Regions from separate parts of the Bos taurus genome. Here region 2 is linked to region 1. The links are chromatin contacts, called in public Hi-C maps. All regions are on one chromosome and are shown on one strand. The core of a region is the stretch at or near the end of the contact, and the rest is flanking DNA. Distances in the headings are between cores, read along the strand shown. Region 1 overlaps PALM2 (paralemmin 2). Region 2 overlaps PALM2 (paralemmin 2).

Evidence for each region. Hi-C and Micro-C count contacts between places; a contact is called where the count stands out from the background.
Region 2: a contact with region 1 is called in a Hi-C map of blastocyst, with 4 times the contacts expected there. A contact is called at or near these places in 4 of 11 Hi-C or Micro-C datasets (blastocyst, liver, skeletal muscle and 1 more).

Annotation. Positions count from the first base shown.
Region 1 is chr8:99,460,655-99,466,696 of ARS-UCD2.0, forward strand. The region is part of intron 3 of PALM2 (paralemmin 2); the gene reads left to right. Among named protein-coding and RNA genes, the nearest start is that of PALM2, 120 kb to the left of the region's middle.
Region 2 is chr8:99,707,920-99,713,687 of ARS-UCD2.0, forward strand. It overlaps PALM2 (paralemmin 2), which reads left to right. Exons shown (of 12, transcript NM_001435193.1): 11 at 4,799-4,837. Among named protein-coding and RNA genes, the nearest start is that of C8H9orf152, 42 kb to the right of the region's middle.

The DNA of each region.
Region 1 (6,042 bases), core at 3,362-5,861:
AGGCAAAAGGAGATGAGGGCGACAGTGGATGAGATGGTTAGATAGCATCACTGGGTCAGTGGACATGAATCTGAGCAAACTCCGGGAGACAGTGAAGGACAGGGAAGGCTGGTGTGCTGCAGTCCAGGGGGTCGCAGAGAGTCGGACATGACATAAATTCCCAAACTCACTACCTCAGTTGGTGGACTATGACTTTACCCGCCACTAGACGGCGCCCCATGCGCTTATAAGCCTCTCCTACATTGAGAACTTGAGTTAGATTTCCGGATTTTTAAAAACATGTACACACGCACACACAAATCCTAACACAATCATCAATTCTTTAATTTTCCTTTTAGCATTCAAATGATGGGTTTGTTCACATTCTCTGGAAATTTGGTTTAATGTAAAGAGTCTATGGGTATTCTTGAATACTATGGACCACAAATCATGATTCAGAGGCTGCACTGAATTTATTCCATTAAATAGTAGTTTTGGTCTGTCTTGTAAAGTAGTGCATGTGGTGTTTAACAAAATAGTTTTTAAATTCAGTTTTTTTTAAGACACCAGAGGAGAAAGTGAGAACACAAATTAAATAATACTTACTCGGTGGCAGGCAATGTTCTAAGATGTTTTAAATATTAACTCACTTAATTTTCAGAGCTTAGAAATAGCTCTTCCATATACATCATTAGGGGCTTCCCTTGTGGCTCAACTGGTAAAGAATCTGCCTGCAACGTAGTAGACCTGAGTTCAATCCCTGGGTTGGAAAGATCCCCTGGAGAAGGGAACAGCTGGCTACCCACTCCAGTATTCTGGCCTCGAGAATTGCATGGGTCACAAAGAGTCAGACACGATTGAGCGACTTTCACACTTTCCACCACATCATTATAACTGTCTGATAGACGAGGAAATGGAGACTAAGAAAAGTAGGAGATTCCCCATTGTTTTAGCTGGTAAATGGCAGACTAATCCAACTCCTCCTGATCTGGACTTCTTTACAGTACTTTCTGGGCTTCCTTGGAGACTCAGATGGTAAAGAATCTGCCTGCAGTGTGGGAGACCTAGGTTCAGTCCCTGGGTTGGGAAAATCCTGGAGAAGGGCATGGTAACCCACTCCAGTATTCTTGCCTAGAGAATTCCATGGACAGAGGAGCCTGGCAGGCTACAGTCCTTGGGGTCACAAAGAGTTGGACACAACTGAGTGACTCCATGGTGCATTCTCCTGCGTCCCATTGATCCAGACAATCAGGAGAGGCTTCACAGAAATCGGGTGGTGGCATGAGAGGTATCTGAATTCTGACTTCTCTATTTTTCCTTTGTCTCGACTTTCTTATATGTAGCAAAGGAACAGAACAGTCCCTGACTGCTGTGAGAGGACTTTGTAACCTGTAAAACCTTACACACGTGTCTGCTGTTATCATTTGGGGGGACAGTATGGGGTTTTGTGGGAATATGAGAACTCTCATATGCGAAGCCTGTGGTCCTTCCCTCATTCACACAAAAAACATTCCTTGCCGCTGTGTGAGAGCTCCCACACTGAGGTGCCTGTACTGTTTCATCACCGAATCTGGTCTACCCTGAGCTCTCTCTTCAGCTGAATGTTGAGTGAGATTTCCTGTGCTTTCAGCAGGTGATTCTGGCTTAGCCTCAGGATCCAGAAATAATAGACTGTGGCAGGCCAACTCCAGGGGTGGGACCCCAGCCTGAACAGAGATGGCCCATGCCAGTTCTCTACAAACCAAACCACCAAGATGAGGCAAGGGTTTTTTTAATTATTATTTTGGAGCACAAAGTACTGTTTCTGAGTTTCCATTTCAAATGGCAAATCAGATCGTCCCTTTGATAGAGGCTTCGATTAAAACCCAAGTCTCCGCATCAGCTTTAAAGGGCATTCTTCTTCTTTGGACCTGATGCAAGTCTTGCTTCTAAGAGCTTTGCTATTTTGGCTTACATAATGCTTTGTGACCCGGGCTCTGATCCCTGCATGTGACTCATTTTGTATCTGGAAGTTCTCATTGGCAGACTCTTGGTATAAGAAAGATCCTGTTTGCCTTGGGGATTTGAAAGCTCAGAAATATACATCCTTCTCCTTTGACGTCTCAAGATACTAGCTGTTGTAAAACAGAATCAGGGCTGATAGGTCTATTGGAATAAAGTTCATCAGAGAAAATATTTACAAGTTTATTTTAGTTCTGAACGTTTTTGTCCCAGAATCCTGTAATAAATGTGGTGTGTGTGGCTTTCTTTACCTTCTGCAGTGCCTGTGTGGGACATGGGTCCACTCAGCTGTCTTAAGCAGGGTTTCCTAGAGCTCAGGCCAGCTGAGTTCATCCACCAAGGCCATTCTCTATCCGCCCAGCCTCCAGGCCACTAGGGGGCACCATGAGCCAGGACCACAGGGGATGTAGCTGCTTCTCAAAACCAGATATACCACTGGAAAGGGGCCCCACCAGGCCTTCTCCCTGGAATTTTTTTTTAATTTAATTTAATTTTTAACGGGAGGATAATTACTTTACAATATTGTGATGATTTCTGCCATACATCAATATGAATCAGCATAGGTATACATGCTGTGCTTAGTCACTCAGTCGTGTCCAACTCTTTGTGATCCCATGGACTGTAGCCCACCAGACTCCTCTGTCCATGGGGATGCTCCAGACAAGAATACTGGAGTGGGTTGCCATGCCCTTCTCCAGGGGATCTTCCCAACGAAGGGATCGAACTCAAGTCTCCTGCATTGCAGGCGGATTGTTTACCAGCTGAGCTACCCGAGAAGCACATAGGTATACATACATAAAGACAAAATGTCTCTATTGTAGGTTTCAGGTGGAAAAATAACAGGGATATACTAGAAGGACTCTGTGAACGTGCCAAGGAAACACCGATAGTACGGGGCCACGATGTGCCGACAGCCCCTACAGGACACTCCAGGAGGACTCGGTGCTTGGTGCTGACTCGGCCTCTCCACTGTAGGGGAGAGGGGAGCCTCAGCATTTGCCCAGAAGCCGTGATGATTATTAGTCTGTAACTCTAAGTCCTTTCCGGCTGCTGGGTATTGGGTGGGAGGGCAGTACACAGCTCATCAGGCCCAGGGCTGGTTTTCCTTGTAGAACTCATTGATTTGAGACCATCTCAGTTATTGGAACACTTTTAATTAGGGCCTCAAGACATGGGGTTCAAACTCATGCCTTGGCTGTCACTTTACCTTGGACCATCAAAGCGGGTACAGATGGCTGCTGCTGTGTTGCTCCCTTATCCCAAGAAGATGTCCCTCCCTTGCTTCCCCTGTAGTTCGGCTGGTAAAGAATCCACCTGCAATGTGGGAGACCTGGGTTCGATGCCTGGATTGGGAAGATCCCCTGGAGAAGGGAAAGGCTACCCACTCCAGTATTCTGGCCTAGAGAATTACAGTCCATGGGGTTGCAAAGAGTCACACACGACTGAGCAACTTTCGCTTTCACTAGTACCGCTAACAGTCAGGCGGTTGCCGGAAAGTACCAGAGAGGGAGGTGGGCAAGAAGGGAAGCCCAGGCTCTTGCTAACCTCTCGTAGACTCTAGGCCCCAGGCTCCCTCAGCCACTTTGGCTCGTAGTCTCAGAGTTGAATGTTGCTCCTTTTTTTTTTTCAGCCCAGCCTGTGGGGCCTGCACTCATGCAGAAAGGTTGACTTAAGACATCCTCAGTGTCATTATAGCATCAGTATCAATCAGTGGAACCCTTTTTCGCTTCCCATAGCAGTCCATGCCAAGTACAGCCTTCTCATCTCTCGCCTGGATTAATCCTTGTTGGTCTTTCTGTTTTCATTCTGTCCCTCTGCCCTCCATCCACTTCTGTCCTTCACACAGCTGCCGGTGTGGTCCTTCTGGAACATGGCTGATAGGATCACTCCCTTGAAACAGACCAATAAGAAAATGGTTTCCTGTTGTCTTTAGGACCGAATCTAAACTCCTGAGTCTGGCATTTGAGAGCTGTCGCATCTGAACCCTCCTCTCCCCATCACTGGCTCCCCGTCATGAACACACTCGGAAGAGTCTGGCCCTACAGAGATGCTTACACCTCCTTGCCCATTTCTGCCTCAGAGCATCTGTGTCCATGCTGTCGCCTTGGCCCATCATTCCCTCTAAAGACCTCTCTACCTTGATCATTTTTTCCTCATCCTTCTAGAGCCTACTGAAATGTCCCAAACTCCTGGAATCCTGTCCCTCCTGCTCCTTGACCAGGGTTAGTCAAGCTCTCTTCTTTGCATCCCCAACAAGCCCTGGCCAGGCCCCCTTAGAGCTCCACAGAGAGCTATTTGGTAAATGTTTATACACCTGCCTTCTCCATCAGATGATAAAGTTCTCAAAGGAAGAGACTGGGAAGCTACCGCTGTACTAGTTCAACACATGCTTGAAGCAGTCAGTGAAAGACCCAGTCTAGTTCAGCATCTCTCGGTAAGCCACAGAGACCCAAACACTGTGGTGTCCTCTGAATACCACCTGGGCCAGAAACTGCCCCTCTTTTCTTTGTAGGCATCTTCCTCCCAGCCAAGTACCTGATCTCTGAGCCTCATATATACCTCAACCCAAAGCCACCAGTGTGGCCCTGGGCTCCGGAGAGGAAGGGGCAGGGCCCCATGGTTGTGCCTCTGAGAACAGGCCATCGAACAATGGCAGGAAGTGTCCAAGTAGGAAACAATCAGCCAGGCACAGCCCAAGTGGAGGAGCTTCCTGATTGGCTTGATTTGTTCTGAGCAGGAACTCTTAGAATAACTTTGGAATTATCCCAGTGGGATAACAAATTTCTCCACGGAGGAGGAGCTGTCACCTGGTAATGTCAAGCATGGAAAACACGATTGGAAAAAAACAAAGCCTAAAAGAAAGATCCCTTTAGGAAGATCCATTTGAGTTTAGCAGGCTACTCCCCCACCTCTCAGCTCCTGCCAGGACATCCCAGGGCAGTCTCCTCTGGAGTCTCCTCTCTGGGCACAGTTGTGCAGACACCTATGCCTTCCGGATGGAGACCATTCTCCCTCTAGAGCTCAAAGGCCAGAGGCGCTGCTGTCCTTGGGTGCCCTGTTGGCAGCTCATGGAAGCTCAAGTTGTCAGTGGCCGCAGGCGGTAATGCCCCCTCTCAGAACCACATTCCTGTGGGAGACAGTGATTGAGAACCGGCTGTGCACAGCATTGCAGGCGCTGCAAGGGGGGTGTAGCGAGACACCAGCTGCTGTTTCTACTCTCACAGCACAGTGATGGCCAAACTGCATTCTGCGCTGTGGAAAGGCCACCCCAGGCAGGGATGGGGTGAGAGGAGGTGGAGGGGCTCCCCGTCAGCTCACGCCCCAACCAGGGCAGCTCTCCCTGATCAAATTGTTGGAAAATAAAATTCTAGCAAAAAGAGGAAACCCAAAATGTTTGGGAGTAAGGGTGGTTTCATTTGCTTTTGGAAGGAGGAAGCACAGGGTAACAGTTAGTATCCTAGGCTCCACAATATAGTAACCATAATGGAAAAGAATTGGAAAAAAAAAAGAGCATATATACATATATTAATATATAGGGCTTCCCAGGTGGCACTAGTGGTAAAGAATCTGCCTGCCAATGCAGGAGACACAACAGACACAGGTTCGACCCCTGGGTTGGGAAGATCCCCTGGAGTAGGAAATGGCAACCTGCTCCAGTATTCTTGCCTGGAAAATCCCATGGACAAAGGATCCTGGCGGGCTACAATCCATGGAGCCGCAGAGAGTCAGACAAGCCTGACTGTGCGCACACACACAGACACGTGTATCTGAATTGCTTTGCTAATTCACTGGAAACTAACACAGTAGAGTAAATCAGTTATACTTCCATTTTAGAAAAAGGAAAAAAGAAAACCCCTAGGCTCCAGCAGGGGCAGGCCTGGGTTTGGACTCCAGCTCTGCCTTCTGTTGGTGGCTGATCACAAGCTGCTGATCCTGTCTCAGCCTCTGGTCTGTCACCTGTCAAGTGTGGATTACGGTGGTAGTCCCTATGCAGATTTGCAGAGAATTGGATAATGCGTGCAAACCATGCAGCTCGTTGGCCCATGGTAAATGCTCACCTAA
Region 2 (5,768 bases), core at 787-3,286, 240 kb after region 1:
TTCTGTGAAGCTAGTTCCTGGTACCAAAAAGGTCAGGGATCGCTGCAGAGACCTGTGATGAGGCTGACCCTTCAGTGTCAGCTCAGGGCAGTCCTTGTAAGTGGTACCCAGTGCTCAGAAGGCTCAGTATGTTTCGGCTGCTACCAAGCCCATGTGTACAGTGTGTCAGGAAAGAGTCTTTTAAAATGACAGTTAAAAACCACACGGCTACCCTGCTACCCTCAGCTCCAAGAACTTTGCATGTGACGTGCCCATCAGCCGCGAAGAAAGTCGTCTGCTCTGTGGTTTCTTTCTCTAGTAAGAGACTTCAGAGCCCTTGTGCCCCACAGCCTGCACAGCCAGGAGCCTGGGGATCAGCCTCAGGGGTCCATGTCAACCTCAGAGTCTGCTGGCTTCTGTCTCTTAGCATTTATTGAGGTAACCACCTCCTCCCCTGAAATAGCTCAGGTCGGTTGAGGATATGCCCCAGTTGACCCAGGACAGTCCTGGTTTCTGCCTCTTATCCTCGTGTAATTATTAATAGCATCCCCTTTCCCTCTTAAAAGTGCCCCAGTTTGGATGATAAATTCTCTGCTCACCTTAAACTTGAACACGACGGGGCTTACAGTAGGAGTTCCATGCTGATTAACTGCCTTGCATATTCTAGTTGGCTGAGTGAAAGGATACTGAACATTTTAGTGGTAAAGAAAGTGAATGTGCCTGTGGCAGCCGAATGACCCACTTGGTGTCTCTCAGCCTCTTACCTGGGCTTGTACCTCAGTTGCTTGGAAAGCTAACCCAGCTCCTCTGGTGGGCTGGAGTATTTCTGGGCTGTTTCCTGTATTGTACAGTGGGATGGGCCTGGCCCTTGATGGCTGCTGCTGAGGTTTCCACCACTGGGGCTCCTTCTCTGAGCCTGTAAGACCCTTTCTGTCCTCCTTTGAGCCTTTCTTAAAATTATGGAGTTAACCTTTAGGTATTTTCTGGAGCCTGTGACCATCTTGAAGCTTGGGGCTGTATGTACAATTTCACACTGTATATCGGCAACCTTGGTGGAAGTTGGCTGGGATGTGGGGATACGGAGGAACTAATGGATTACTTTGCATGTGACCCAGACGAGTGATTTTGAAGCACCCCCTCTGTATCTCTTGTGCATGCCTTTTGTGTTGAAGGGCAGGTGTCAGGGGAAAACGCCATACCTGGAAGTAAAGAGCCTGCTCGCACTCATGTCATAGGCAGAGATGAACAGACTCTGATACTTAGGCAGCCACCTGACGTATTCGACTCAGGTTGGATTTCCCCCTTTGCATGAAGGAAGCTGCTTGGAATCAGCCTTTTAATACTGATTGCCCTTTACTTACACACTCCTGTCTCTGTTTTATTTTTTTTTCAAGTATATCAACATTTTAGATAAGGAAGAAACCTACTAAGCAAACTGTTCATATTCCCAGATCTCAAAGTCAAGGCCAAGTGTTCTGCACTGTTGTTGATACTGCAAGAGAACCAAGTTTTTCGCTGTTGAAAGTTCTTAGGGATAGAAAAAAAATCTATCCAACCTACTGTATCTCTTTTTAAGAGACCCAAATCTGGAAGAAACAAAAGAACAGTATATTACAGTTCTTTTGAAAGAACTGTAGTATACTGTTCTAAAGCAAATGAATGATCATCAGTGAGACTTCATCTCAGAGCCACCTGTTAACCTGTCTTAGTCCTTTTGATTCAGGGAATCTTTCTATTGTGTCACCATCAATCACTGCAGAATATGTTGAAGTTTACCTGTAGGAATGAACAAGCCTTCATCTCTTTTCCTAGCTGATCTGTGGCCTTTCTTTAATTGTCTTTCATACCAAAATATTAACCATAGGGAGCAGATGGATGGCTTGAAGGCTGAATTTTGTCACTGGCTTCCCTGCCCCAGAAGCTGGTAATTCTGTTCTTGCTCCATCCACATACATGATCCTCAGGGTAAGATGTGGCTTCTTAGCTCCTCCAGCTTCTATCATCCTAAGTCATCTGGGTCCATTGTGACTCAGCACTTGGGCCTGCCACCATTTCTTCCCCAAAGCCACTCGGCAGCTATGAGTCACTCACGTGTGATCAGGACCCAACCACAAGTGTTCACCCTTAGGAAGTGGCAAGTTCTTTCTGAACTGAATGAAGAGAATTCTTACATACTCTACTTCCCAAGGAGAAGGCAGGCTTAAAACCAAGACTGGGATGTGTGCGTAGTGATGCGCTGGGTACAGTGATGTTAATGAGGATGGGAGGAGAGAAGAAAGAGAAGACAAATGTAGCTGTGCCTGCAGTTTGCATGAGTAGTTTTTGCCAACTTATCTGGGGGAAAACCACTGATCCTTACCATCAAAACAGGTATAGCATCCCTCCACCCCAGAGTAGCACTGGCATCTGGAGACCTGTCCCTAGTTCAGGACCTTCCATTTCCCCACTTGATAAAATATCATATGTGGGATGGGAGGGAAGACTCTGGCTCAAGGAGTCCCTGGCAGGCAGTGGCATGAGGCAGCTCTTCATACTCTTCAGCTAGCCTCTCTCCTCCTCAAACCAAAGTGAGGGCTCAGAGAATAACAGAAGGTGAAATATGAAATCATGAATCTCTCTTTCTGGGAACATCTGCCCAGGAGTTGATGTGAAAGTCATCTGTGGATGTTTTGCTTCATTTTGCAGTTGGGGATGAAGTCAGTGACAAGGAACCAGGAAAACAATCCCTTTTCTGAAAAAGTGACCCCCAAATGGCCATCCTTGTTCCCCAGCTCAGACCTGGGGCACAGTAATGCTTCAGTAGCAACGGTCTTCATCCACCTGGGCTGGGGCCTTCTGCTTGGCGTGGTCACTGATGAGTGCCACCATGCTTGAGGTTCAGCCAGGCTCTACCTCTTAGTACCCCCTTGGCTAATTTAGGGGTAGGAGGATTGCTAACCCCAACCCTACGCACTTACCCTGGGCTGTTTACCGGGCTGTTTACCAGCCTTTAAGGACTCTTGTGAGAATTAGGAAAAGGCACGCTTTTCTAAAACTCTGTGAGGGTGCAGTCCTGAGTCGGCTGTGCAGCTGGGGAGGAGACCGGGGCACTGAGCTCAACCTCATCCATCCCCCACCTGGTGTTTTTGTGCAGAGCAGCCGTCCTGCTCGCAGTATAGGTTTCTCTAATCCGGAAATGTTATCTTACATGGAAATGTCCCCTTATCTGGGCCTGATGCTGTCTCTGGTCAGTCATGCAACTCATAAGGTCCTAATGAATCATAATTTCCTGTAGGGTTTCTTGGTACCTTGCAAAGGAAGGATATTGAGGCAACACTGTTTTTCTGGCCAGTTTTTCCTCCAACCTGACCTAGTCTCAGAAGGCAATGAGTTCTTGAATCAGGAGTGCTCTTGAACTTGTTTGGTAGACTTGCTTTCCCTTTCTCAATGGAAGGGGTGCTGTGCTGAGTCCAAAGTACAGCCTCCTGGGCTTTTAGCCCCATCCTCAGGCCTCGCACTGAATCTACCCTTGGTGGGTTTTCCTGTGTTCTCTTTCTTTCTCCTTTGCCCCCAAGGTAGTTATGAGAGGGCTTTCAGCCTTTCCTGCCTGTCTTGGAATAAGAGAAGGCCTTTTCGATTCCTGGGTTAAACCAAGGTCTCTTTGATTCCTGGGTTAATTCCTGGGCTAGAAGTCACTACTTTTCCAAGAATTCCTGACACACACTTCCTTCCAGACCAAGACATCTTTGACGAATTCTCGCTGAACTGTCCCTGGGTGGGCGGAGGAAGCTTGTCTGCCTCCAGTGCCCCTACGCTGCAGGCTGAGAGTTCAGTCACCCTCAGTGATGCTTCATTCCCCTAGTTCTCACACACACCCTAGGAACATGCAGGGGAGGGGAACACTCCACATTCATCAGCCCCTGGTCATCAGTCTGATCATGATGCAACATGTTTTCCAAATGCAGCACCTAAGAAGCAGTCGGTGATCACAGTCATATGATCCCCCATCCAGCCTGTGGTCACCCTGCCAGAAACCAGTTAGTGCCTTCAAGGTCCCGTGTGGTATAAATGTAAGGTCAGGACCACAAGTCTGAAGGGAGCTGTCAGAAGTCGGTCCTTCTAACTCATCACCCACAGCCAGGACATTTTTTCGCTGAGCTTTCTTTACAGTGACTTTTAGTTTCCTAGAGGAACTAAAGGATCATTCTAGTTCCGACATAATTACCCCATTCTCAGGAACCTATCTAAGCCCCCCAAGGTAGAGATGAAGCAGGCTACTTGCTGTCTCATGGCAGTGCCATCCTTAGATCAGGTTCAGAGAATCTGCCTCCACAAAGCTTGCATTCAAACCATTCTTTGTCTGTGGTTAGGGTCTTCTTTTCATGAGACAACAGATGACAAGACTACTTTGGGCTCAGAGAGGCCTACAGGAAGAGGAAAGGGCTGTTTGTCTACAGATGACTACAGATTCTAACAAGTCCAACATGACCCTTAAAGATCTTGCTGGGGGGTAGCTGGTTGCATAAACAACAGGGGAAAGAATCTTGTTAATTCAGATCATAGCAAATGGAAGTGACAAATCTTGAATTAACAAAGTCTGGCTTATCTGATATTTTTATGAAGAAATAATAGGGTATCTGCTTGCTACAAAAGATACACTTTTTAATAAACTGATATCAGATGAAGCAAGCCTTGGTGTGGGTGTGTCCTGGTCTCCTGACGTCACTTCCCCTCCTGTCCCCCCCACCCCCGCCCCCACCCTCCTCGTGCTGGTCCCCAGCTGAGGGGTGTTCCCCATGTCTCTGCCATTTACTAACCCTGGTTTTTCCCTCTCTGCCAGTACACCTCTAAGTTACTGTCTTGCAAGGTGACTTCCGAGGTACTTTTCCACTTGTTTGTCTTGGTCTTCCTGCATGCCCGACCCAAGTGCATGCTGTCGTGGTTTGCCGTTTCCTGATGGTTTTTTTTTTCCTCCCTTCCTTTTCTGAATGGGATGATTGCCTTGAAATGTTGGCATCTATGCAACAGTGGTATATGAGACTGTGCTTTGCTGTGCTGTGTGCTGGGCTGGACAAGACCTTGCCATGCTCATGGATCTGGAAGATGTTTGGACTAGAGGGCACAACCAATGGGCTATTTGGATTTTTGTTTGTTGTTTTAGAAGCTGATAACAAATCTGCTCTGGTCTGGTTAGAAAATCATGTAGCTCAAGTGGACGGGGGCTGTTGGGTTGGATCAGTCCTTGGTTTGGCTTAACACAAACCCAGAGAGCTCCACGCCATCGCTTTAGGATAACTTATTCCAACTGTGAACCAATCCAGTTCCCCCTCCCTGCCATCTTTAAACCTGTGTTTTTGTTTTGGACGCTCCTGCAAGCATTATATTTCCCCCAAAGCCTCGACCCTACAACTTCCTTCTACACAAATTTCTCAAACCTGTAGTATGAAAAAGCACATTTTAAAATGTTTTCCATTTTTTCCACATATATATTGACTTATTTATGTGCTATGAGAAAGCATATTGGTTTTTATATTTTTAATTTCTATAGCATCATTTTTATTTTAAAAGACTTGTTGCAGATGTACAGAATTGTAGAGAATCATTTATTCATTCACCTGGTTAACAGTTTATCCAGGACCTATTACACATCAGGCACTTTCTCGGTTCTGAGAAGATAGTAGTCACCTGAACAATGTCCGTGATCCCATGGAGCCAAGGATGTGCCAGTGCGCCAAGTCTATGACAGAGTAAAATAATGAGGCCAGCCTTGTCCATTCTTGTCATTTGTAATATTTCCTTAATATTTTATA